Regions from separate parts of the Mus musculus genome. Here regions 2, 3, 4, 5, 6 and 7 are each linked to region 1. The links are chromatin contacts, called in public HiCAR-type and promoter capture Hi-C maps. All regions are on one chromosome and are shown on one strand. Each heading gives the region's core, a stretch centred on a gene start, on an enhancer-like site or on the middle of the called end of the contact. The rest is flanking DNA. Distances are from core to core; before and after follow the strand shown.

Region 1 (3,720 bases), core at 663-3,162:
CTGTAAACTAGAAAATACTTCCTTTCTCTGGGTAGCTGGGCTATTTCTAACAGAGATCCTAACCTGTGGGGGCAGGGGTGGGGGTGTTCCTATAGTTTGGAAAACTCTTCACCATCTACTTAGGCAGTGAGTCACAACACAGAAGAAAGAAAGGAAGAAAAAAAAATCAATGAGCTGTTAACTCCTTTTCTATGCCTTGGTCAAGGAAGAGTTAACGTTTTCCGTCTCTGGATTCATTTCGCTTCAGGCTACAACCTGGGTTCTAATATAGTCATCTTTGCAGATTTAACCCAAGCTATTTATAAATAATATATGACTTAATATATGATAAAGAAGACTTTCCTTGTGGGAAAAAATATCCCATTATACAAGGGCTTAAATGGCAACCCTCAGTATTGGGGCTTGATGGGGATTCAGCCTCAGCAAATGAAATGCCATTTGGATATCAAAAGAGTCCCAGGGCTTTCATGATCCATTCTGCACCCTCTTAAGTGTATTGCTCATGCTAGGAAAAGAGGCAGGCTTCTTAAGGTAAAATGAAAATCTATGCACATTTCACCAGCACCTCCTAGGGGCCAAGTGCGGATGTGGGACTAGGAGGTGGGTATCCACTCAGCAGCTCAGAACGGCTCCTTTCAACACTCGTACACATAAAAGTGTGCCCTGCTCCTACCACCTAGAACGCGAAATATTTTGTAGAGGTTGTTTGGTGACTCAAGGCAGTCTTTACGGGCTTAAGTTAAAGGTAGGCAGATGCTTTGGGGTGCTTGAAGCATATTCATTAAACCGGACTGCAAAACTCCGTGGAAGATAAAAGACTCCTAAACGCATCATGTCATTTTAAAAGCAAAGCTTCGCTACGATACCAATGTACTCAGAGATAACATGCACCTGCTTTACACACTCAGTGGAGAATTCATTTATAAATTGTCAGGATGCAGGTGCTAACCGAGGCTGGTTTTTGAAGGTCTGCAGTACTCTTGCCTGGTTGCTGGGAAGGAGGACGGGGAGGCGCTGGAGCGAGGGCAGAGCTGAGAGTCTGTAGGAGTTGCTGTTCCAGAGAATTCATTACTCTCTAATTGTTCTGGTTTTACATGAGCAGAGCTTGCCGGGCGGTGGTGGAGAGAAAGATCGAGGGCGAGGGCGGACAAGGCGAAAGGAACCAGCGGCTCCCTCCCTTCCCCCACACATCCCAGAGAAGTCTAGGCGCATTTTTTTTCTTTTTTTTTTTTTTGTAAGTAATTCACCATCATTTGCGAGGAGAAACGGCCCAGTCAGACAAGCAATCGCTAGCACATCTAAATTTTGCAGGGTATTGAGTGCGGGTCCCGGGACCCTTTCCAGGTTTAATTTAAGGATTATCCGCAAGCTGCAGTTGAGTGCTCTGTGGGTTTCCACAGTCTACAGGCTGGAAAAGGGCTGGAGGGAGACGCACCCCAGTGGTTATTTATTCCCTCCCTGCTGTAGACGTCTTTCCCAGGCACTGACACCTCTCGGGCCCTTATACAGGAACACGTACAGCCGGCCTCCACTGTGGAAAGAAACCGGGAAGTGTGGGTCTCACAGAACCCAGTAGGAAGCTTTGCCCAAGGCCAGGCTGCAATTAGGCAGCCGCATGGAGGCTGAGCTTCCCACCTGTTGCTGTACCCTCTGGGCCGCGACTTCCTCCTCCTCAGCCCAGAGCTGGACTCTCAGACCAGGCTAGGCAGCTGGAGGAGGTAGAGGAAGCCACAGCAGGTTCCGAGGCTGGCAGAGCCAGGGTCCGCGGGTGTAGAGATCCTCCTCCTCCTCCTCCTGATGGCGGTTCCCGGGGCGGGGGAAGCGCAGCCACGTGCGCTCCGATTGGCCAACAGTGGGCAGAGGGCGGAGCCAACAAGGCCGGTTATCACAAGGACCGCCTCCAGGCTATCGCAGAGCGCACTGGAGCCCTGGCCAGCGCGCAGCCTTCCCAGCACCGGCAAGCAGTGTCTTGGGAATTCTCACTTGCTTCGGCTCATTCTCTTTCACAAAAACCACTGGATCTTACATGCTTCTGTAATCCCCACTTCCACTCCATGTCCCCATGATCCTGTACCAGCAACAGGTAAGGGCTTCTGTGTTTTCTTCCTGTTCTCTTCTGGGTTGTCTGTGTGTGTCCAGGGCAATGAACTTGCTCCACAGTCCTCTACCCTACAGCTCCGGCTGCTCCGGAGGTGCCCAGTTGTCAGGCTGCTGTTAATGCTTTCCTCCCGCAAGCTTTGGAGTCCCGGCTCATTGCCTATATAGTTTGTGTGCGCACCAGAACATCCTCAGAGCTAAAAATACTGAGACACGCTTGGAAGAGTTGAGCAATAGAAACAGATTTCTCTGCAGCATCTGTTTGTGCTCATAACTTCCAATGCACCAGCTGTAGGGAGATATTGGGTTTAGAGTCAAGCGCGAGCCTGGCGTGGATTCTTCCTCTTATTGCGGGTGAGAGGGAGGAAGAGAAGGAGACTGGGGCTTGATCGGACCAAGAGACTTAGCACTTAATCTAGATCCTTGGTGTTTGGGGAGGGGGAGTCCTTGCTACAGATACAGCACAAAATTCCAGAGTGAGCTTCTCAAGTCTCAAAGTTCCTTTGCTGAGAAAAAAAGGAAAAAAGTAGCAGCCAGAGTTGGATTTTAGCTTCAAGACCGCAAAACTTTCCCATCCGATGTCGGTCTCCCCTAAGTACTTTGCTATTCTTAGTAATAATGGTGTAAATTCCTCATTTGAAGACAGTGTGGTTTAAGGGAAGCAATGATCGAAGCAACTTGATTCAGGGAGGAAAACGACTGCATCATAACTAGTACTCCTATGACAGTTGAGGGAAAAACCAAGTTAGGAAATGGGTAGTCGCACGTCCGTCTGCTTCAGTCTGTCAGTGGAGATTTGGATGAGGTTATCCATTCTAGAGATTTTCACAAACTCCGAAGATACCTGGCAGTAAATAAAGGCATTGCTTGAAAACCTGTTTTGGTTAAGCACAGAAGAGAATTAATATATCTCCTTTAATCATTTGTTGTCTTTTCCTATTAATAATTAATAGGCAGTCGTATTTCCTCTTGGAAACCAGCTCTGTAGGTGCACTGTGAGCTACCATTACACTTGTCTTTCTCTTCTTACCCACATCTAAGGGTTTTATTTTTATTTTCATTACATAGTTGAGTACACACACACACACACACACACACACTCACTTCCCAACGCTCAGGAGAAAAATAGGTTACTTCAAGTATGGTGGGAACAGTGACAGTCAGGGTCAAGGTCATCTCAATTTGTTTTGTGCCTCTCACTTCATATTGTGGTATTTATTTTGTTACATGATTGACAGCTGTAAAGGATCTTGTTTTGCATTTTTGTGAAATTACTTAAACAAACAAACAAGCAAACACAAACAAAGCAGTCAGCCCCTTTCAGACACTCCTTGTAGAAACTCTCTGGCCAGCTGTCTTTCTTTGAATTCTGAGTAGTTTAGAAGCTTGTCCCTCACCCATCTTTACCTGAAGGGTGGTACCATTTCAAAACGTTTAAAAAGATATAAATTCTTGTTTGCTAAACACAAGTTGTCCTTGACATGTACACATGCCTAGAGTTTGCCACAAACATTGCTGTGTCTCAATGTTAGAGGCAACACTCACACAGATATAAATGGGTGTCTCACCCCCCCACCCCCCGCCCCCTGCACTTGTCCTTCCCCCTCCCTTCTGTTTACTGAG
Region 2 (3,720 bases), core at 600-3,099, 2.7 Mb after region 1:
GCCCCACTATTGCCAACTGCCCTTGGGCTGCCCAGAGGCCTGGCTCTGCTCCAGCACGTCCCTCCAACCCCACCTCCCCAGTTCTGGGAGAAACCTGTAGCTAAGGTTCCCCATGCTGTGGGCCCTGTTCTTTGTTCTTTAAAATTCACTCCATCCCACTGGTGGTCCCCCCCTCCTCCAGCCAGGCCTCAGAAAGGGGCGGGAGAGGCTGCTGCAGGCGTTACTGGAAACCCAGACAGGGCAAAGAAGTTGCAAGGCAGAGGCCCCCTGCCAGGGGCCTCTCATTGTTTATGCTCCCCAGATCTCGGGTCCAGATGGTTGCTGGGGGTAAGGATGAAAAGTATCCCAACCGCTCCAGCGAGAATGGACAAGAGGTTTCAAAGTAAAGACACCCACAAGGAAGCTTTCCTCATTCAACGGCTCAACTACCTGGGCAAAGAATGGGAGCTGTCGGCCCAGGGAGAGACGTGGGAGCCGGTCAGATTGCAAGAGGTGAGACTGTTGGAGGGTGGGTGAAGGGGGGGGAGGGAGAAGTTCCCAGCCAAGAAGAAAAGAGAAAGCATTGTATTTCCTTTTCATTCTCCCCGGGAGAAAAAGAAAACTTCCGAAGCCCAGGCCGCAGTATTTCATTGGGCAAACACAAGGAACCTGGTTTGAGTTAACAGAGAGGGAGCGCCCCTCCCCCCGCAGGCACACACGCAAGTCCTACGGTCTGTTCCCAGGAAGCTCAACCGCCATCCACCCCGCCAGTCTAGGACACTCACCCACAGCAACCAGGGGTCCCCCAAAGGGGAAAGGCAGCTCCAGCAGACGACGCCACAGACACAGGAGGGCAGATTTGTTCCTCCGGCTGGGGGCGCTCCAGGAATGGGGAGGAGCCAGAGATCAGGATCGCAGCCTTCAACGTCCCAAGCCAGCGGTTAAATCATTAACCAACCGCTACCTACTCGCCCCTGAAAAAGCCTCGAGCCCCATGCTTCGGACGTACCGGGCGCGCGCGCAGGTCCCCCCGCGTAAAGCCTCGTCCCAGGTTTCTAAGGGACCGCCAGCTCGGCCCAGCCCCACCCTGCGCCTCTTGCGGCCTTGGCCTCCAAGTCTTCCAAGGGAGGCGGGCGGGGCGGGAGAAGGAAGGGCTCCGACGGGCGGGGAGTATTTGCTCTTTAGGCTATTGCCTTCCAGCCGGCTCTTGCCCTCCTTTCTCCCCGGCCGGGCGACACCGGGTGGCGCCTAAAGCAGTGTGTGTACACGGGAGAGCACGCGTACACCCCTCTACCACTACCGACGAACTCAGCGGTTATTCATGGAGAAGTCTGTGCGCACACGCCCCCCTCGGGGCGACCGCCGCCGATTGTTGTGTGCCTGCCCACGGCAACACACACCCCATTCCTGCGCGAGGGGGTGGACCTTTAAAACCTGCCCACTCACCCCACCCCGAACAGTCCCCGTGGCCAGATCGGGGCGTACTGGCGACGCTGAGCCCTGTTGTTACCCCCTCCTCCGCAAATGATTTTCTGGGACACGGTATGTGACTCTGGGTCTGGTCCCAGGCATGCCTACCCACGCTGGGCACAGAGGGGTGTGTTTGTGTGCGCGCGCGCCCTGCTCCTAGGTCCTCATCTTCCCCATCCCCGGGTCTTTCTACCTTCTCCACGTCACCAGGGGTCTCGAGCCTACCCAGGCCTCACGCGGCCACTGGGCCACAAACGGATGCTCGTCGCCTACCTCGGTCCCCAGCTCCCCGAGCGCGGACCAGGTGCGGCTGTACGCTCCCCTCGGTGTGCTTGGCGCCTCGGCAAGGCTGGCGACCCATGGCAGCGCCGGCGTTTGTTTCCTCTGGCTCCCGGGGCTCCGAGTGTGCTAGAAGCTAGGACACTCCCCTCCCAGGCTCCTCCCAGCCCTCCCTCCCATTTCCCTCCGCGCTGATGTCACTCCGTCGCAGCAGCCAATGACTGCCACGGAACTCAACTCGGCTGCTTGGCCTCCCAGGTTCAAATCTAAAAGCCTGAGACGCCCCCCACAAGCTCCTAGTAGGGTAGACAGAGCAGGTCTTGCTTTGAGGAGTCGCGCCCCACAGCCCCCAGTGCTCTGCCGCGGAACCGACGTGCGGTCCGCAGAAACAGGAGCACATCCCCTCCCCAGGAACCAAGGGGAAGCTCTCTCTTGGCTCTTCCAGTTTTGAACAATGGTAAGAAAACAACTCCCTCCAGGACGTTACCCACTTCTGGACCACGAGCAGGAGCTTGGGCTCCGTGGATTCCCTCTCCATCTGGAGGGCGGGAGAAGCAGGTCCGCCCGAGTCCAGACCCGGTCTGAGCAGTGGAGGAACTTTTCAGCAAGGTGACCTGGCTTTGATAGCTCTGTCTGGTGATCATGGGCTCTTAAGTACCCTCCCAGGGAACCTCCCGGAATTAAATCCCGCGTGCTTGGGTAGAGGAAGCCCCACCTATGAATGATCATTAAAAGCAATAAAAGCCAGGGGCGAAATAGTCAATAAAGAGGAAACGGAGCCAACCCAAAGTGAAAGTTCCCTAACTACTTAAAGGAAGTGGGGGTGGGGTGGTGTAGGCCTCAGCCTCCTTTTTCCCCAGAGTTGCCTCACGGTCCCTCAGCTCCTTCACTGTCCTCTGGAAACCCTGTCTCTCAGGATCCCACCCCATCCCCGACCTCTCCCCCATCTCCCCGTCTATCCATGAAAACTTCAAACTGTCCATATTGTGTGAAAATCAAACCTAAAAGGTCAGTGTCGCTGGGCAGTGGTGGTGCACGCCTTTAATCCCAGCACTCAGGAGGCAGAGGCAGGCAGATTTCTGAGTTCGAGGCCAGCCTGGTCTACAAAGTGAGTGCCAGGGCTATACAGAGAAACAACCCTGTCTCAAAAAACCAAAAAAAAAAAAAAAAAAAAAAAAAAAAGTTCAGTGTCTGGTCTAGGGGTCCAGTTCCGGCTGCGGAGCACGAGGCTGGTTCAATTCAAGCCCAGCACCACCACCAACCAAAAGAGATGTCAAAATTAGTGAAACTAAAACACGGGGTCCAAAGTAACTTGGGATGGGGATATCCCTGGGGTTCTGACCGTGATTGGGTTACCATGGGGAATTTATACCTCCTCCCCCTACTCTGACTGTCCTTGTATGGGTCCCTCACCTGGAGGTTGTCAAGATGAAAGAGAAATGTGGTTTAGAATAGACAACAGTGTCGGAGTCAGGTCTGTGGGTCAGAGGTAGCTGTAACAGGGCACTAGGGCAAACCAGTAGGAGAGAGTTGTGTTGCCTCTGGCTTTCAACTCTGCCCCTCACTGGCCCACAAGCCTTCCCATCTCTCAAATGGGTACAGCACCTGTTGACATTCCTTCTAGGCTCCACCCCATAGTTACCTGGCAACAGCCAGGTGTGCCAGACTCACTATAAAAGGATCTCTTGCCAGGCAATGTGGTGCACGCCTTTAATGCCAGCACACTGGAGGCAGAGGCAGGCGGATTTCTGAGTTCGAGGCCAGCCTGGTCTACAGAGTGAGTTCCAGGACAGCCAGGGCTACACAGAGAAACCCTGTCTTCAAAAAACACAAACAGGGGGCTGGTGAGATGGCTCAGTGGGTAAGGGCACCCGACTGCTCTTCCGAAGGTCTGAAGTTCAAATCCCAGCAACCACATGGTGGCTCACAACCACCCGTAATGAGATCTGGTGCGCTCTTCTGGTGTATCTGAAGACAACTACAGTGTACTTA
Region 3 (3,720 bases), core at 912-3,411, 2.6 Mb before region 1:
TCAGCCAAGCAAGATGCTCCAAGTAAGCATGTCTAGGGGGAAAAGATGGCCCTGGTCCCATCACTGTGAAGTAGGAGGGAAAGGAAAGTGGCGAATTCCCTGAGAAAAGACCGAAGAAGCTCAGCCCCAGCCCAAATGGGTGGCCTGATCCACCCAGCTGCAACAGCAAAAAAAAAAACGATCCTCTATAAGCAACCCAAAGTACCTCATGCCATTAACCAGTTCTCTGAGGCCCTGGGCTGCCGAACAGCTACCCAGCTTCTTAAGGCTACCCACACGTGTAGGGCAGAGATGAAGCAGAAGAAGCAGCGAAGGCTGCCAGCGGCCAGTGCTGCGAAGAAAGCTGTTGGCAGAGGAGACCACCTGCTCTTCTAGCAGGAGCCAAAAAGGTAGAGAATAAGAAAGCTCCACTCTTGGTGATTGCACACAATGTAGATGCTACTGAGCTGTTGGTTGTCCTGCCTGCCCTGTGTCACAAGGTGGGGATTCCGTGCAGCAGCATCAAAGAGAAGGCCAAGCTGGGGTGGCTGGCCCACAGCAAGGCACGCACCACTGTGGCCTGCACCCAGATTAACTCGTGAGACAAAAGATAAGCTGGTAGAAGCTATCAGGACCAATGACAAAGCCAGGTACAAGGAGATCTGCCACCACTGGGTGACCTATGGTTCCCATTTTCAAGCTGGAAAAGAACTTGCCACTGAACTAGGTTAATTGTACACTGCTAAGTTTTCTGTCCATAAATATAGATTTAAAGTCATCCTTCAAAATGTACAATATAGTTATGGCCCATAGTCACCACGTTGAATGGTGACTTTAGTCCTCTTGAATTTCTTTCTTCTACTTGGAAGTCTGTATCCTTTGATCAGTAAGTGCACCTCTTCCAAGTGGTCTCTGACTCGTCTCATTTCTGCATACGTGGGTTTTACAATCTGATTCTTAGTACCAACGATCTGGATTGTGGGACAATCGCTCAGCTGCGAGTGTGCTCAAATAATGCTTTTGGAAACCAAATATTCTTGAAAGCATTCTTTCTTCTGTAGTACAAATTGCCTCTGAAATAATGAACAATTGCTGTCTCTTCCAGGGAGGTGGATTCCAAAGTGCACCTTGAAAGAACGTAGTCTTCTTCTGGAAGCTGAAAACAGCTAATTGCAAACAAGCGACTCCTCTACTTTCCTTATGTAAACTTGAAAAGATGCTTCAAGCTGTGCTTCAATTGAGGTTTGGCACCACACTGAGTGCATCGCAAAGACTCTGCAGAGGGATTCTATTGTGAACTTAGGTGAAAAGCAGCGGCACACTGCATTTCATTGAAGGGAGTGTTTTTTACAATTTAAATTTTGTTTCTGTTGGTATTTTAAATTATCCAGTTCAGAGCTTCCAGAAACGTAAAAGATCAAAGAACACCAGTACACAGCAAAGTTGACCGCCCGAGGTCCACCAGACTTCCTGGGAAGCGCAAAAATACATTTTCTCCCCTACTTGATGGTACTATTCTGTACAGAGTGTTAAACAGAAAGCTTTTAAATTTCAGTTCAGGATCTTGCAGGGTTAGTGTTTTCAGACTTATGATGGTTCTAAATAACAAATGTAAATATCCTGCTCGTTGTTTTGAATAATTCACCTCTGGAGTGTGAACTAACAAGGGTAAATTTTCATGCTTCGGACTTACTCAACGGTGATGTCTGTTCAAACGACAGGCTTTTCTGCCAATTACTGTCCAGTAGTTCCATCACTTTTGAGTTTTTCTTGTTCTTTCTCCTCAATCTTTAAAGTGCTCACAAGCGACTGAGTAAGAAGTCAGGAAGATGCAGCATCCACTGTATAGTCCAGGGATCACAGAAGATTAAGCCTGGAAACTAACCGTTCTGGGGAGATGGGCTAAAACCACGAGCTCGGCGCCTGCGCAGTAGACTAGACAGTTACCATAGCAACGGAGCTGCTTGCTGGCGCCATTTCTCGGAGGGTGGGGAAACAGTGAGGAGGGAAGTCTCCGCCCTTAGCATGCGAACTGCCCGAAGGGCGGAAATTCCCGCCCCCTCGGACTTGAGGAGCAGTGACAGACCTAACCCGGAGCGTCGCCATGGCAACAGAGTTGAATGCCAGCCGCAGCTCGAGGGGGCGGGACAGGCGAGTTTGCTAGTCCCGCCCCCGGTTTGCTGGACGGCCCGCAAGGATTTGAAACCGTTTGGCTGTGGCGGCTGGGCGTCGGCGGCCGAGTGGACGGCTTGCTTGTTGGGGCGCCAGGTTCTCTCTCTCTTGTTTCTCCCATCGACAATCCCCACCCGCCTCCTACTCCCAGGTTCTGAGTGGAATTTTGCGCGGGATGGAGCCCCCGCGCGTGCGGGTTGGCCCGGGGAGGGGCGTCGCCCGCAGGCCCGGGACCCGCGCTTGCGGCCTGTGTGGCGCGCGCGCCGGCGGGGTCAGCAGCCGAGCGACGGCCAGGGAAAAGTTCTCAGGAAAGTTTGGGCAGGCGGCATGGCGGGACCCAGAACCCCGAGGTAGGGGGCTTGCGGTTGTGAGAAGAGGTCTGTGTCCTGGAGCAGGTAGGAGAGCGGCCCGGGCCTGGGTGGGCCACACAGGCGCCGCTCCCGGTGCCCACTCGGGCGGAGGAAGTGACCGCCAGGAACCGGACCGCTGCAGTTCTTAGGTGCTGTCAGATCAGTCAGAGGAGGAGAATCAGACTGCAGGCCGACTCCGAGAAAGTCCTGATGAACAGTGAACTTGCAAGGACCCAGACTGGAGTCCCTGCCCTTTGGGGACCCAGCCTGGAGTCCTTGCCCTTTGTGGGGACATAGAGTGTAGTGATCCAGAGAGCAAATAAATAGGACCGCTGACCTTTGTTTCATCTTCGAGACAGAGTGGAATTCACAGAGATCCACCTGCCTCTGCCTCCTGAGTACCCCCCCCCCCATCAGTATGCTGGTATTTTTATGATTTGCATTTCCTATTTAAAGATACATGAAAGTAAGATAGAAAAGGCAATCAAAATGCCAGTGAACCTCATTACACAGCGACCACCTCTCCAATGCCCAGCAAAGCGGAGAGGAGGATAATTGTGCAGTATTCAGGTCCAGGATTGTCTCTTGGATTTGGGTCAGGTCCTGCACACTGTTAAGCCCCAGCTTCAGGCCTGTAAAGGACAATGGGAACTGTTCCTGTCAAGTTAGGTGCATTTGATGACATGCCGGGATACAGTTATGACACTCATAGTCTTGACCTCAGATATTTTCAGGAACTGTCCAACTTGTTTTAAAGAGAGTCTCTCACTTGGACCTGGGCTCCCTGATTAAGCTTAGCTGGCAGCCCAGTGTCTTCTGGGAAGGCTTCTGTCCCCCCTTCCTTCAAAAAAGGCAAAACAACCAAAACCCCCAAATGTGCCCGGGTAACCCTTGTTGATTTGTTGGCGTTTCAGGGCTTCTGTGTTATTCTTCACAATATACTCAACATATAATCTGATGGAACAAAAAGCATTTACACAACTTTCAGGAATAGATTGCGCTTGGCGAGGGGCATGCTCTGCATATGAAGTGTGTCTCTCCTTTTTAAGGATGTTACTATTGCTGGCTTGCTTGAGGTTTGCTGACTTCTGTGGCAGCCAGGAACCCTAAGAAGGTCTTAGCCCATTTCATATTTCATAGCTGTCCACAAAGAAATGGATTTTTTTTAAAGGCGAGACTAATGAGTTAAATAAAAGGCAGTATAAATACAGAATATAAC
Region 4 (3,720 bases), core at 447-2,946, 2.6 Mb after region 1:
TTCCAATTTAGTTTGATCATTTTTTTTTTGACACAAGTACAGGCTTTCTACTACAATTACTATAGAACCAAAATCAGTCACTCAATTCAGTCTAGGGACCTTAAAATTCTCACCACTGGATCAAGTCATCTCAGAATGTTGGGGAACCCCAGTCCCATGAAATAACTGTTTCAGGGAGAAGCCTTGCAAAACAATGATTACATTCATAACCAAAGAATGCAAGGAACAAGACTCAGGGCTGAGGAGATGGCCCAGCCACGGAAGACCCCTGTTAGTCCTACAGAGGACTGGGGTTTTGTTCCCAGCCCTCCTCTGAGTCTACGTTGACACTAGACACGCACGTCGTGATGTACATACATATACACAGGCAAACCACTCATACACATAAAATAAAATAAGTAAAATCATTTATGAGAGAAAATAAAAAAGCAAGCCTACGATCCACCTTCTTTAAGCCTGAGACGACTACGGAATAAAGAGCCGCGAGCCTGAATAGACTTAGATAAATAAATGAGTCTCTCTAAATCCGTTCTCTGTTCTCCACCAGAGAAATGAAAAAGTACAACTTAGCGTAGATGTAGATAGATCGTCAAGCATCTTATTAGGAGACTTTCCAGTAAGAAATAAAGCCAGCCTTCTTCATTCTGAGGTAAGGCGTCCCAACTTACTTCTTCCCAGACGGAAAATAAGGAGAAAAGAAACTTCATCTGGATCGGGCCTAAAGCCCCGAGGGGCCGCCCGCCTAGTGAGGGTTGAGAGTAACTCGTGGTGTTAGCCACCTCCCTGCTCCCAGCCAACTGGCCCCTCATCCAAACTGTTTAGAATCCTGCCTGCTAATGCTACAACCGAGAGTGGGTCACCACCCACCCGGGTCCATCAGATGAGGGAGGGCACAGCGCTGCGGTCTGCCCTAAGCCCTCCCAGCTGCAGGGGTTAAGCCCAACCCCCGCCTTTCTCCTGACCTTGGGGCGCCAGCAGCTCCCCGCCCCCGAAGCATCCCGTCCCCTCTCCGAGGCGCCTCGCTCGAAGGGAGCCATCTCTTCCAGATCGGCCATCCCTCCCATCCCCCTACCACCACCGCCCGCCTCAATTTAGGAAGGACCACACCGTCCGTCTCGTCGGGCCGAACAAACCTCATTCCGAAGCGGAAAGGGCAGAAGACGAAGAAAACAAGGAAAAGACGGAGAAGGGGCAGCCCTGGATTCCAGAGCGTCGCCTCCCTGGCTGCCCACGGGGTCCAAGTGTCAGAGGCGGCGCCACCTTCTCCCCTCCGCCTCCTCCGACCGCAGAGCAGCGCAGCCCAGAGCCTCGCACCACCACCCCGCCGGCTCCGTCCGCCCCTCGGCTCCAGAGCGCACATCCTCGGCCGAGGGGCCGCGGAGAAAGCGGGTTCCCCCCTTCCCTCACCTGGGGCGGAGGCGCTCGCTCATGGCAGCTGGTGAAGGCGAGCGACGCGGCGCCGCCCCGCGCCGACAGCGAACAGTCGGAGCTGTGTCCCGGCGCCCGCCACGCCCACCCGCACGGGTCTGAGCTCTGACCGCCGCCGCGCGGGTGGTTGCTGCGGGCGCTGAGTCCCCCTCGGGCCGACCCGGACCACAGCCACTTCCGGTGTCGCCTCCGCGCCTCCCCATGTCGCAGGCGCCGTGGTACTGTCCTCCTGCGGCTGCGCGGAGGCGGGACGCCGGCCGCGCTTTCCCATCACCGCGCACGCAGGAAGAGGCGGGTCCCAGAGGGAAGACTGACCGGGAACTTCCAGGACCCCCGTTTAGGTGTCCGGGGCAGCCGCCTGTTCAAAAACAAAACAGGACACGACGTAAAAGTCAAGCCAGATTTTAGATAAATTACATTATTTGACGATCATTGATACTTGTCTCTGCGTTAAGCCTCTCTAAGGTGAAAATTTTAAAAAGAACCAGACGAGCTCCATCAGGCACAGACGCGGACGGCCACAGGCTCAGGGGTCCTCTGGTTGGGAAGGTGTTGGTGGGCTCCGGGTTCTAAGAGTGTGCGGCGTGGAACTTCGCGTCTCCGAACGGTGCGGAGCCCGTTCCATGGAGTAGCTAAGGGCTGGGCTATTTTTCCGCGACCTTTGTTGCAGGTCAAGAGAGGAGTGCGGAACAGGCGAACGGGATAACGGAGTTCCGTACCGGGAAGGGCCACGCCCACCTGCTGGAAGAGGCCGGACCGAGAGGTGTGGGGGAGACCGGCAGGCGTGGGAACGCGGCGGTGTGGACGGAGCTGCCTCGCGGCTGGCGAGGTGAGCTTGATCAGTGGCGAATCGCGAGGTCCCTGCCCGCCGTGAGTTGCGCACACCTGTCATCCCCATTCTTGGGAGGAGAAGCTGCAAGACCAGGAGGTCAGAATCATCCTCGACTGTGTAACAAGTTCGAAGCCAGCCTGGGCTACTTGAGACCTTGTCTCCCATGTGATCTCACCACCACCACCAGAATACGTGTACTCTAAGACTTGGGGAAGTCTTAACTTTGGTTGTCAGACGCATTCCCTTTTCTCTGTCAGGAGCATAATCCAGTTCTTTGTCTAGGACTCAGTACTATCAGCTCCCCACCTTACACAAACTGATATTCAGAGTTTCTGCCAAACGTGAACAGTGATCCATAAGCATGGGGGTCTTTAGGAGAGTCGACAAGAGGTCAGGCAGGAAAACGAAACCCCTGTTAAAGTGTAGGGTGTAGAGTCTGGCGTAGTAATGCACGCCTTTTAATCCCACTACTCAGGAGGCAGAGCAAGCTGATCTATGTGAGTTCAAGGCCATCCTGGTCTACCTAGTGAGAGTTCCAGGGAAGACAAGGCTACCAGGTAAGACCCCATCATCTCAAAAAAGTCTACCGTTAAAACTGGAAAGTCCAACCGGGCGGCGGTGGCGCGCGCCTTTAATCCCAACACTTGGGAGGCAGAGGCAGGCGGATTTCTGAGGTCAAGGCCAGCCTGGTCTACGGAGTGAGTTCCAGGACAGCCAGGGCTACACAGAGAAACCCTGTCTCCAAAACAAAACAAACAAAAAAACTGGAAAGCCCATGTATTGTCTTTGTCGTGTGCCCTTCAGTGCGGCAGTGCATTCTCACTAACAGAAGACTTATGGTGCACTCGGTGGGAAACAGTTTGGGTGTGCCTTTTATGAACGATAAAGTAATGGTTGCTTTAAACAAATGGATTTTTATCTTGTAAAGTGGTTTCAGACTCAGGGTTTGGGGGGTTTGTTTGTTTTTTATTTTTTTTAATCTATTTACTGGCCAGGAGGTATTTTCAGTCACGGTATTAAATAGTTATAGTAAACATGTTTATTCGTTCAACAAATGTCACATACCAGCGTCAGTGGTAGAGGTGTGTCTGCGTGGGCATTGATGGAGAGACAATCTCCCTGTGTAGTCCAGGCTGCCATTAAACCACCTTAGCTTCCTCAGAGCATTCAGGGGTACACAATATGCTTTGTGGTAGTAGATTTTGAGAATGGAGTCATCCCCAGGAGAGATGGTTCCTGGCCTTTGGAATTTTAAAGATGTAGTAATAGCTCACAGGCGAGCTTTGTAATTCAACCCTCTCCTTTCCCAACTCCAGAGAATAACAAGAGATAGATATAGTGTGTAATGTACTTTTTTTTTTTTTTGGTTTTTTTTGGGGGGTTTTTTGAAACAGGGTTCTGTCCTGGAACTCACTCTGTAGACCAGGCTGGCCTCGAACTCAGAAATCCTCCTATGATTA
Region 5 (3,720 bases), core at 437-2,936, 2.6 Mb after region 1:
AGGAATAAGTGTTAGGCTCCCAGGGCAAGCTACAGACCACGGTTCTGATTTTCAGAGAAAATGGATGTATTGATAACACAGTGAGCTGCTGGGCAGGATGTGCAACTAAGCTGAAGAGACAGGAGCAAAGAGAGGGCGAACATTCCTAATCCAAGGTATACCACAGGGTGATCCAACCTGCAGATACCCATCACCAGCGCTGGCACCTGAAACTACAGCTGCAGCCACTGTCCCTGCCAGTCCTGCACACTAGGTGTTGTGGGTGAGACCTAGCCTCTACAAGGCTGAAATCCCTGCACCAGGGCATCGCTGCCTTCAAAGGCCCAAGAAGGTCTTGTGGACCAGTCCCAGGCCCCAGGCTGGCACAGTAGGTGCAAGAAGTCCTGGGGAAAGTTTCTGCCTGACAGAGAAGCGCTTCCAAACACGGAAGACAGATTCTGCAGGCTCAGAAGCAAAACAGCACCAAAGCAGCCGGTAGCGCGGGACTATAGAAAGGACTGCACGTCACCGCTGCGCCACCAGGGGGCGCGCTGTGCTGGGGGAACTCTGACGCGTAGGCGGTATCTCAAGCCAAGTGGCTTGAGTTCTGAGTTAACCCCCTTCCCCGAGGTAAGTAAAATTCCCTGGGCTTCAGTTGTGCATAGAGCAGGGACTCTTCTTGCTGGAATGTCGTAAGTAAACCCCCTTATTTAGATATCAATCTATTGCTGTGACATTTGCCTCGAAGTAGTGGCAGTGGTGAACGGGAGAGAAAACCCAGAGGCTGTCTGTGGTACAGGGCTGCTGAACACACAATACTGTTTTCTCTGTGTTAACATAGGAAAGAATTCTTCAGCAAACTTTTCCAAAACGAAGGGCCCTGAACGGACTTATGAACAGCAAGCCAGAACGTCCAGGTTTTCTTACTGGGTCAATCTCAGGATGTCCAATCCTCTGGCATCATGGACTCCCCATCGTTCTCCACCACAGGAGGCCTGTAACAGGGAAACCCATTTTGTGGCCACTAAACAATATTTAAATAAAATAGAAGACCCAGGTAACAAGGTGGACCACAGCCGTCACTCAGATCTCCAGCTGCCAAGTCCTAAGGGAAGAGTCCCAAGGCCCAGTCCTGGTTGCTGTGATGGTCTATCGAAGGCAAAAGCGTGCATGCATGTAAGACCGACAGCAACACGACCATACGTGCATCTTTACCATAATGAACCCCACGGTGAAGCTCTTCCCTCCCCAGGAAAGGGTTTGGGTGCGACGCAAGGGGCTCCGGGCCACTAAGACTTTGACCACCAAGTACAACCTTAACTATTTCGCTTCTCTAAGGAAACGAGCGCTCAGGGTAGGCGAGATGGCACAGCAGGCAAAGGCGATTGCCGCCAAAGCCGATAAAATTCCATCTAAAATTCTATACTGAGATCCTCATGGCAGGAGTGAGCCTCCTGCAACTTATGACCTCCGCGCGCATCTGTTTCTGTCGCACGTACTCCACCTACATAGGGTGAGAATGGGGAGGAAGAGGGAAGGAAGGAAGAGTGAAGGAGAGAGAAGGGAGATTGTAACAGTAAAAAATAAGCTCTGGAGAGCAGCACTGCCACCGAGGCTCAGTCCCTGGGACCACCGAGGCTCCCGACCTGGCGGAAGCACTTCCGCCCCCATCCATGATGGCGGGAGGGCGGGGCGGGGCTGGCAGGCGGAAGCGGCCGGCGGATCCCTGGCTTAGCACCATGGCGGCCGCGACCGCCTCCTCCGCGCTCAAGCGGCTGGATCTGCGCGATCCCAACGCGCTCTTCGAGACTCATGGAGCGGAGGAGATCCGCGGGCTGGAGCGCCAGGTCCGAGCCGAGATCGAACACAAGAAGGAGGAGCTGCGGCAGATGGTGGGCGAGCGGTACCGCGACCTGATCGAGGCGGCGGACACCATCGGCCAGATGCGCCGCTGCGCCGAGGGCCTGGTGGACGCCGTGCAGGCCACCGATCAATACTGCGCCCGCCTCCGCCAGGCCGGCTCCGTGGCGCCCCGGGTCCCACGGGCCCCGCAGGTCAGTCCGGGATCCGAACCCGCCACGTCCCTCCGCCCCCGCCGCCCGGCGGACCCCACCCCTCACCTTCCGCCGGAGGAGCCCGCCCCTCGCCGCCGCGGGCTACCGGGAGGCGTCTGCGGGCCTTCCTCGGGACGCTGGTCCGCTGCCGAAAAGCCAGCCGGCCTTTTGCTCCGGGAGCCTTCCCGGACTTCCGGACGATTCCCTCGCCTCCCGTGGGTTCGCTGCGCTCTCCTTCCCTTTTAACTGAAAACGCCAGGGGTCTCTCGACTGTCAGATCTCTCCCGTTAGCTCACACCTTCCTGTCAAAGTCATTCATTCATTCCCCATCCCACCCTGAGCCCGACCGAGCCTGGAGAATTGGGGGAGGGTAGCCTCAGCCGTCAGACCCTCCCCCTTTTAATAGGTGAGCAGTTTCATTTCAGGCTGGTTTAAAAAACTCAGGGTATCCTGATGTCCTCCCATGAAACGTTTAAGACCCGATGCGGATCGAATTCTGACATTGGGTGTTGGCTTAGGAATGAGCAGAGGGCGCCGAGGGTAAATAGTTTTTAACCTAGGAGAACTTACTGTAACAGAAGAAGAAATTACAAAAGCACACTAGCCCACATGTGGAGCCAGCTTTCTTGCGCTACTTAGGTGTCAGAAAATCCAAGCCAAAAAAACTAGGGCAGTATAATGAACGTGGGCAAAGAAGGTTGGAACTTTGTCAGCCTGTCACTCCCTAAGCTACACATTAAGTACAGCCCCCTTCCCAAATGGACAGACTTAGCTGGCTAGCTTCAACTATGTAAGCCCAGTCTTAGAAATGGATTGATTTTCATGGTTATGGCTGGTGCATTTCTGGGGGAATGCCCTCTCCGTTCAAATCATAAACAGGAGCCTCCCAAGATGTTCTTGAAGTTTACATTCTAATTAAAGAAAGAAATTCTTGGGAAATTGAATTTTTAAAATATGAATAATTTAGAATGGCAGTAGAAAATAGTTTAGCATAAAGGTGATTAATCGCCACATGTCCATTTAATGTAATAGTTCGGAAGGAAGGAGTGAGTTAGGTGTGGCTCCTCCCCAGTAAGGACAACTGAGATTTGGAACATTGACGTCTCTGGCCAGCTATGCTGCTGTAACAAAAGATTTAACACTGGATAGTTCATAAAGAGTAGACATTCATTTTCCCTCAGGAATAGGCCTGGGAAGTCCGAGATCAAACTGTTAGCATCTGACGTCCGTTGCAGGCCTGCTTGCCTCCCATAGCAGATGGGGAGGAACACAAAAGAGCCAGAGTTAGTTCCCCTCCTTTACCGGCACCCCACACACCACTACTGAAGACGGACTCGAGGTGAGAGGGCAGATGAGAGGCCTGAAGTCTCAGCCAGATGAAGATCTGGTGCAGGGGTGGTAAAGAACAGTCAACGAGAAATGTTTGGTGACCTTAAAGAGAAAGGAGAGGAAGGAGGAAGCTTGTAGGAAGTCTCCCTTCCACCCACCGATAACCAGATGGCGAGATGCCCCGCCCTCCTACCAATAACCAGATGGCGAGATGCCCCGCCCTCCTACCAATAACCAGATGGTGAGATGCCCCGCCCTCCTACCAATAACCAGATGGCGAGATGCCCCGCCCTCCTACCAATAACCAGATGGTGAGATGCCATTTGGTCGGACATAAGTGCCCTGCAAGCTGAGTGGT
Region 6 (3,720 bases), core at 429-2,928, 2.6 Mb after region 1:
GATTATTTAGCTGATAAGGACAGCCTGCTTTTTTGCTGGTGGTGTTGATATGGAACCAAAAGTACAGAAACCAAAAAAACCTGTACACTGCCCCCTGGGGGTCACCTTGTGTATGAGAGAAGGAACTACTGAGAACCAGGGGTTCCTGTTTTTGAATGAGCTATTTTGCTAGACAATACACAAACTGCAGCAACAGGTGACGAACTTTTACAAGGTCTCATGACACTCGAAGAGAGCCGAGCTCAGAATGGACACTTCCTGGCTCTTCATCCTTCTCTGTTCCCGGAAGGGTTTTTAACTAGAGGGGGCAATAGGCATTGTAACAACTGTGTCTCAGGGAGGAGGAGGCCTGAGCTCACTCAGGGCCCCTTCTTTCCCCCAGGGCCACTCCCCTCGTTCTGAGAGCTGCACTATTCAACCCTTCAACCCCGCCCATAAAAAAACCTAAAGACAAGCCAACCCACACAACACTAGGACCCGACAACCACTGCTTCAATCTCCATCAAGTCCACAGAGCCCACACATCTCGTAGAGATGGTGCCAGTGAGCGACACTCTGACTTACAAGAATTCCGGGCTGCTTTTACCTGCTGCCTGGCTCCCTGTCAAAACTCACCGCACATACACAACTCCTGGATTTATGCTTTTCCCCGATGAACCCGCAAGCAGATCAAAAACAGGATGGCTGCATCAGGACCCACAGAGAAAGCTAATCGGGGGGGGGGGGGTTTGTTTTCTGATTTTTCATGTTCTAGAAACCACCAGGGTGCACTCACTGTCTCTGTCTGTCTGTCTGTCTCTGCCCCTCTCTCTCTCCTCTCTCTCCCCTCTCTCTCCTCTCTCTCTCCTCTCTCTCTCTCTCTCTCTCTCTCTCTCTCTCTGGGGGAGTGTTAAGAGGTGAAGGAAGGGAGGCTACAGGATTGATTATGACTTATTAAACTATTGGAACATCGGCTGAATCATCACAGTCAAAAAATAAATAGCTGCAACTTGATGCGACACATCTCCCACTTCTTGTGAGTCCCTCCTTGCTCCCGCAGAGCGCCACAGCGCGCGTAGGCGGAACGGTTGGGCTGGGGCTGGGTCAGACCAGCAAGCAGTGACTGACGGGCTAAATTAAAGCTAGAAGAGACTGCATGGCCCGGGGCCTCCAGTTGGGAGAGCGGTGGAGCCCGCGGAGCCTGCTGGCTGCAGGAACTGAAGCCAGGTGCCCCGCGCTTGCACACCTGCAGGCGCCTGCACGGGAGACACGCTTGCTGCTGTCACCCCTTTTTCCTCTGCCCTTAGCCTGACTCTGCAACCTGTGCCCTGTTCCCGGGACTGGACCGTGGTAGGCACGGCTTTGCAAACTTGAGAACACGTCTTAAAGGTCCCGGAGCTAGTCTAGGTCACCCAAGTCGCCGCACCAGCTGCCTGGAATTTGTTGGGTAAAACCAGACCGAGTCACTGAAATCGGAAAGAAAGCCACGCGCGCCCTCATAGGGAGGAGTCGTGGAGACACTGACATCGCTTCACCATCCAACAGCATCAAGGTCTGCTGTCTTATCCTGGGCCACCCGCAGGTTTTCTCCACTCTGCTCACCGGGTCCAACAGGACCCGGCAGGCGGAGCCAAGCTGCCGTGACGTCACGGGCGGGGGCGTGGGGAAGTGTGCCCAGGGGCTGCCACCCGCCCGGGCCACTGCTAGCGGCGCAGCCACCGGCGCGCTCGCGAGGCCACCGGCGCCTGGAGCACCAGTCCGCGGCTGGGCGTCAATGATCTACAGGCCAAGCTAGCTCTCTCGGGGCCCGGGCAAGCTCTCTCAGACGCCAGAAGGGCCAGCACGAGCCAGCCAAGGAAGCTGGGAGCCCCGGGAGCCACTGCTGAGCGCCAAACACCCGCTAAGCCTGCTGTGCTCCTGGACGCCCAGCTGGGTAAAAGAACAGCTTCTGGGTGCTAGAGAACACAGGGAAGCGAGTGCTCGAGGAAAACCAAGGTGAGGGGTGCCAGTGTGCATACGCGTGTGTCACCGTGAGATGGAGGGAGGGACAAGCACACTTTGGGCACCTGCATGCATCTGTTCTGGGGATAGACCGCCGATCCCGGCGACCTGCACGTTGGTCCCGGCGCGCAAATTCTCTGTTTTTGTGCCTTTGGAGGTGACAGGTGGATGAAAGATGCATATCGTGGTGTCTGGGGTGGAAAGGTAGTGTGTTCTGGGACGGATTTGTTCTCAAAGAAAATGCCCAAGTACCGTGGCGTGTGCCCTGCGTGTCCGATGGGGACAACTTGTTTCCTAGCCACCTGCGAAACAGCCCTGGTCCGAGGAAAGAGACACCAGCTAAAGGAGAAGGGACATGCCAAGTGCCACCACAGGGTCCACAGTCTGAGACCTAAGTTAGGGAGGGACAGTGATGGGGACGTCACCGAAAAAGAAGGAAAGCAGATTCTTCAGGGCTCTTTATCGCCCTGATGGGGAGGCAGCCCAAATTCGTCTGCGGTCAGGTCCCCCTCCCTCCCCCCCCCCCCCACCCGCCGCCCTCAGGCAGAGAATCTGTCTAGATTGGAGAGAACCAGCTACTGAATGGTCAGGTCCCCAAGCGACTGTCAGCGCTCCTAGCTGCCCCTGGCACCTCAGTCCCCTCTGCGTTTCGAAGCTGGACATTGCAGGCACCGCAATCCACTCTCCCTCAGTCTGCCTAGAAACGGTAAAGATCCCTTAGGGAACACGTTGTTTCCAGAGTCAGCGAGTTATGACCCTAAATATTTTCCTCACACTAACTCCATCGTCCTGAGCCTCGCTTATCTACCTTCGCCCCAATGGCGAGGGGCACTCTAGCATCGTGGTGGGCTACACAGGGCTGCTGCAAGTTCCAACCTCAGATTCTTGGAGGGGTGTGTGTGTGTGTGTGTGTGTGTGTGTGTGTGTGTGTGTGTGTAGGTGTCTGGTAGGCTTGGAGATGGGGAGGTCTTGAGGGCTCACAACAGAAAGATGCTGGAAAGAAACTAAACCCACCTGTCCCTCCTCTAGTTGTGGAGCAGTCTGTGGGAGGGAAAGAGGGGGTTCCTGAGTGGAAACCCTTCTTTCCATCGGAGCCAGGGGACGCCACCCACCAAGCTACAGGCCAGTATTTAGCAGCAAAGCAGAGAGCCTGACTTCCCAGGGCATTTAATTTAAGCACAATTCAACAAGTATCGCCCGGTGGCATTTGCAATTCACTTGCAGTGAGATGATTGGAAAAGGAAAAGACGCCACTTGGAGGTCTTGGGCTTGTTACATAGGGCGCCTAGGTTCTAAGCTCGTGTCTTCCTCAGACATGGGGTTCCCAGCATATGACCTCCACCCACCTTCCCAGACTTCCCTCCCCAAAGTGGAGATGTGTCTCAGCTCATTTCAGAGAAAGGTGACACCCCCTCCACACACACCCCTAGACCCCCCGCCATTCATTCTGGTTCTGCACAGTGAGGGCTGAAGAAACACATCCGGCCTTGTCCCACCTCTGTCTTCCTCTTTCCCCTCCTCTTCCTCCTCCTCCCCCTCCCCCACTCCTCCTTTTGGCTTTAGACAGGGATTCTACAGCCCAGGGGAGGTCTTCAGTCCTAGTCAGACATTGAAGTACCCTATCACTGTCCATAGATGGCATGAGCTCCTGGTTACTGTGAGGTCTCACTGTAGGGAGCCTGAATAGGATTCTGGGTCTATAGAATTAAGTCACTGACAAGATGAGAAAGAAGGGGGTGG
Region 7 (3,720 bases), core at 355-2,854, 2.1 Mb after region 1:
ATTTAAAACATTTTTTTTTCTTCCTATGCTGCCTAGCCTGCCCTCCTTGCGCAGGTGCTGACTGAGACCTCAGGGCTCCTGGGCACTCACCAAAGCCAGTCCCTGGCTGAATAGCTTCCTCTGTTGGAGGGAGTTCTGGGGTGGGAAATGGACCACCACACACACACACACACACACGTTCCAAAAGAACACCTCAGGACTGCTGACAGGGATCGGTGGGGGAGGGGAGAAGAAATCCATATCTGGAAATTGTCCCCAGGAAACCAGGACCAGGGGGAAAGTTCTGGAATTAAGGGTGAGAGCCCAGGAGGGAAAAGGAAACAGAGGAACCTGGTGTAATTTAGGGTGGGGAAGCTCTATCATTCATTCAACAAACACCTACTCTCAGACAACCTCGTGACAGGTACCAACCTCCCTACTACAACGCAATCACAAAAGGACAAGGAGGAGAGAGACCTATTATTGAGTACTGACTCCTATGATTTACAGTTATGTCTCAAGACCTAAGGCAAAAGTCTTCTTCATCATAAAAGTCACACCAAGAGGAGGAGGATGGTAGGTGCAAACACTGGACCAAATTCCTGCCCTGGTAAACTGTACTCACATGGTGGCCAATACCCATCTCTCCATCAACTCCACAGCAGCCCAGTCCTGAAAATAATGCAGTATCCACCAAGCGCTCCCACGGCTACCCAGCCCCCGTGGCCTCTTGCAAACACTGTGCCTCAGCAGCCCGCTGCGTGCAATGGGCAGCTTCCTGGAGAGGCATGGCTAGCAAAGCAAAGGGTCCCAAAGGACCAACCCTGCCAAAAGGCAAGTGCCAAGAAGGCAGGCGCTCTCTGTCCTGGCGCGGGGTAACCAATGGCTTATCCATGCCGCAGGACAGGACGATGAGCCCAGAACAGCCGCTGACTACAGAGATCTGAGCTAGTAGGGTCCACCTGAGGGTTGCTAAAATGATTTCCCGGACGTCAATCCTTAAACCTTCAAAAACCAACACAAGGCTAAAGAAGGGCAAATCAAATCCACAACTGCGCACTGCGGGGGGGAAACTTACCTCCAGGTGAAAGAGCGGCTGGGAGATGGAAAGACAACCCACGGATGATGGAGACCAGGTCGAGAGTCTTCTAAATCCAGTTGATAAGCACCAAGTAATCCACGTTAGGGGAACCCCAACCCTTTACCCCACTGTCCATCCAGCGCCCAAAGCCAAAGTGCGGCCACCACGCCGCGGCCCCGCGTGGGTAGCGCGGAGATTACGCGCTTCGCCTCCCAGGCGGCTGCCGCGCTATCTCCAGGAGCGGACCGGCGCCAAGAGCAGCGGGCGGAGGCCACCGAGGGCTCTGACCCGTGCATCCCGCCTCCTCGTACAGCTCTGCGCCTTTCTTCTATGAGCATCGCCAACGCAAACACACAATCCGCGCTAGGAGAAACCCCTATGGCGAATCCAGACTATCCTAATAGAAGCCTCGGGTTTGTAGTCGGGCAAGGATCCTGTGGTACAGGGAGGACGCTCGCCAGGCAGCAAAGCCCTGGAGGCGCAGAACCACAGCGTACAGCCCGAAACAGAAGAAGTGAACACTTTCTGCGCCACCACTGAGCTCTGCGAGCCGTTGGGCCATTCCAGCCTTTTTTATAGAGACGGGTTTGCGGGTGGGCACGGCCAGAGGGCGGAGTAAAGTGGTCGATTGGCCGAATGGTATCCTGGGAGTTGTAGTTTTGTCTTCTTACTCCTTCCGCTCATGGAGAATATTGGCAAAGGGTAGACTCACCACAGCTACCTCCCTTCGCAAACTTTGTAACGAAGAGATTCCATTCTGTTCTGGAATTTATCTCTTCTTCTAGAAGTTATCTCGTTGCCTTAGTTTCTTTTCCGTTGCTGTGATAAAATACTGTCAAAAGCAACTGACACTAAACAGCCACTTAATTTTTGACAAAGGAGACAAAGTCATACATTGGATTGCATATTTTCACCTTGTAAATAAATCAACTCAAGGCTGCATGAAAACAAAAAGCTGTGGAAAGCAAAGGAACCTGTAGAGTTAAGTGACAGCCCACAGAAGGGGGAAATCTGTGCCAGCTACAAGGGGTTACTATCTAGAATTTGCAAAGAAACGCAGACATTAAATACCAAAGAGGTAAAACTGCCAATCAAGAAACGGGCAGCTGAACTGAATTGACAGAGAGAGAGAGAGAGAGAGAGAGAGAGAGAGAGAGAGAGAGAGAGGAAAGCCAAGAGGAAAGGGAACTCAGATGGATAATAAAGGAAATGCAAAATAAAACTCTGATGAGATCTGTCCCACCCCAGTGAGAATTACTGTTGTCGACAAGTCTGTCAGGACACATTGGAGAAGCTGGGCAGAGGGAGTAGCCCTTACTCACTGTTGGTGGGAGGGGGAGTTAATTCAGCCAGTGTTCAGGTAGATCAGTTGGGAGATTTCTCGAAAAGTTGAAAATAGAGCTGCCCATATGACCCAAAATTTTACTCCTGGGTATATACCCAGAGAAGTCCATATCCTACCATAGAGTTTTTTGCACACACACACACATACACATACACACACACACATACACATACACACACACACATACACACACACATACACACACACACACACACACACACACACACACATACACACACACACACACACACACACACACACACACACACACACACGGTGTTTATTGATGCTTTATTTGCTACAGCAAAAAACCCAGCCTCAATCAAGATGTCAATCAGCAGATAAATGGATAATGAGAATCTGGTATGTATACAAAATGAAATACTATTCAGCTCTTAGGGAAAACTGAAATTTCAAAATTTTTGCAGGAAAATGGATGGGCTTAGAGTGGATAATATTAAGCAAGGTCATATAATCTCAGAAAGAAAAAGCCGTGCCATCTGCTTCATATGAGGAACCTAGCCAAAGCTCTGTGTATACACGTAAACAAGTACACGTGGGCACAGAATAACGTGAAGAAAAGAGAACAAGAAAGCCCAAAATATAACGGAAAGAAGAACTAACTGCAGGTAGTGGTCACAGTTGCAAAAGACAATGCAAAACCAATCGCTTTTATGGTTCTAACACTTTATTTTTTCTATTTTTTTTTTTTGTGGCGGGTGAGCACATAAAAATAAAATGGGAAATGGCAGTGTAATATATATTATATACATATAATATATATACTATATATATATTAAAGGGGTTGGGTTTGGTTTTTTAGCATCTTAAAAAAGAATGGGTTTCTTTTAGCTCACATTTCACATTTCAAGTACAGTCCCTTGTAATGAAAAAGGAAGGCAGCAGGAACTTTAGGCAGCTGTTCCTGCCACATCCACAATCAGAGAGTAGAGGGGTAAATTCACCCTGCTGCTCCCTGTTAGACAGTCGAGGACCCCTGCCCAGGCAATGGTCCTGCCCACAACTAAGATGGATCTTCCCATACCAATTAGCATAACCAAGGAACTCTCTCACAGGATTCCTGAGAGCCCTGTCTCCTAGATGATCCTAGATTCTGAGACAGGGTATGCATATTTAATAGGACAAGAGAAAGCCAGGTGTGGGCTTGCACCTGTTACAAGACTCAAGAGGCTTAAATGAGGGAATGTCTAAAGAGTCCATAAGTAAGCCATTCTCAACCTATGGGTCATGACCCTTTGGGGAAACCAAATGTCCCTTTCACAAGGGTCACATAGCTGATATCCTGCAGATCAGA

The links. Promoter capture Hi-C pulls out the DNA fragments that hold promoters and counts their contacts. HiCAR-type assays count read pairs that join an accessible place to other places.
Region 2: a contact with region 1 is called in a promoter capture Hi-C map of pre-B cells, with 4 times the contacts expected there. The contact joins the promoter of Cdc42ep4 here to the promoter of Kcnj2 in region 1. A contact is called at or near these places in 2 of 39 promoter capture datasets (liver and pre-B cells).
Region 3: a contact with region 1 is called in a promoter capture Hi-C map of liver, with 2.9 times the contacts expected there. The contact joins the promoter of Cep112 here to the promoter of Kcnj2 in region 1. A contact is called at or near these places in 2 of 39 promoter capture datasets (liver and pre-B cells) and 1 of 115 datasets of contacts at active chromatin or transcription factors (astrocytes).
Region 4: a contact with region 1 is called in a promoter capture Hi-C map of hippocampal neurons, with 5 times the contacts expected there. The contact joins the promoter of Fam104a here to the promoter of Kcnj2 in region 1. A contact is called at or near these places in 4 of 39 promoter capture datasets (embryonic stem cells, hippocampal neurons, liver and 1 more) and 1 of 115 datasets of contacts at active chromatin or transcription factors (pro-B cells).
Region 5: a promoter capture Hi-C map of hippocampal neurons shows a contact between it and region 1, with 7 times the contacts expected there. The contact joins the promoter of Cog1 here to the promoter of Kcnj2 in region 1. A contact is called at or near these places in 4 of 39 promoter capture datasets (the C10 cell line, hippocampal neurons, liver and 1 more).
Region 6: a HiCAR-type map of astrocytes shows a contact between it and region 1, with 5 times the contacts expected there. The contact joins the promoter of Sstr2 here to the promoter of Kcnj2 in region 1. A contact is called at or near these places in 3 of 39 promoter capture datasets (hippocampal neurons, liver and pre-B cells), 1 of 115 datasets of contacts at active chromatin or transcription factors (astrocytes) and 1 of 9 other capture datasets (embryonic stem cells).
Region 7: a HiCAR-type map of astrocytes shows a contact between it and region 1, with 9 times the contacts expected there. The contact joins the promoter of 2610035D17Rik here to the promoter of Kcnj2 in region 1. A contact is called at or near these places in 1 of 39 promoter capture datasets (hippocampal neurons) and 2 of 115 datasets of contacts at active chromatin or transcription factors (astrocytes and embryonic forebrain).

Annotation. Positions count from the first base shown.
Region 1 is chr11:111,064,252-111,067,971 of GRCm38.p6, forward strand. It overlaps Kcnj2 (potassium inwardly-rectifying channel, subfamily J, member 2), which reads left to right and starts at 1,913. Exons shown (of 2, transcript NM_008425.4): 1 at 1,913-2,083.
Region 2 is chr11:113,749,966-113,753,685 of GRCm38.p6, forward strand. Cdc42ep4 (CDC42 effector protein (Rho GTPase binding) 4) reads right to left here and starts at 1,850. Exons shown (of 2, transcript NM_001163346.1): 1 at 1,723-1,850.
Region 3 is chr11:108,423,105-108,426,824 of GRCm38.p6, forward strand. Cep112 (centrosomal protein 112) reads left to right here and starts at 2,162. Exons shown (of 27, transcript NM_001373899.1): 1 at 2,162-2,247.
Region 4 is chr11:113,682,455-113,686,174 of GRCm38.p6, forward strand. Fam104a (family with sequence similarity 104, member A) reads right to left here and starts at 1,697. Exons shown (of 3, transcript NM_138598.5): 1 at 1,408-1,697. The coding sequence starts at 1,631. D11Wsu47e (DNA segment, Chr 11, Wayne State University 47, expressed) reads left to right here and starts at 1,980. Exons shown (of 5, transcript NM_001361593.1): 1 at 1,980-2,257.
Region 5 is chr11:113,647,843-113,651,562 of GRCm38.p6, forward strand. Cog1 (component of oligomeric golgi complex 1) reads left to right here and starts at 1,687. Exons shown (of 14, transcript NM_013581.3): 1 at 1,687-2,033. The coding sequence starts at 1,719. It also overlaps a transcript of Slc39a11 not described here.
Region 6 is chr11:113,617,649-113,621,368 of GRCm38.p6, forward strand. Sstr2 (somatostatin receptor 2) reads left to right here and starts at 1,679. Exons shown (of 2, transcript NM_001042606.3): 1 at 1,679-1,974. It also overlaps a transcript of Slc39a11 not described here.
Region 7 is chr11:113,200,234-113,203,953 of GRCm38.p6, forward strand. It overlaps 2610035D17Rik (RIKEN cDNA 2610035D17 gene), which reads right to left and starts at 1,605. Exons shown (of 3, transcript NR_015556.2): 1 at 1,058-1,605. 4732490B19Rik (RIKEN cDNA 4732490B19 gene) reads right to left here. Exons shown (of 4, transcript NR_040276.1): 4 at 3,082-3,720.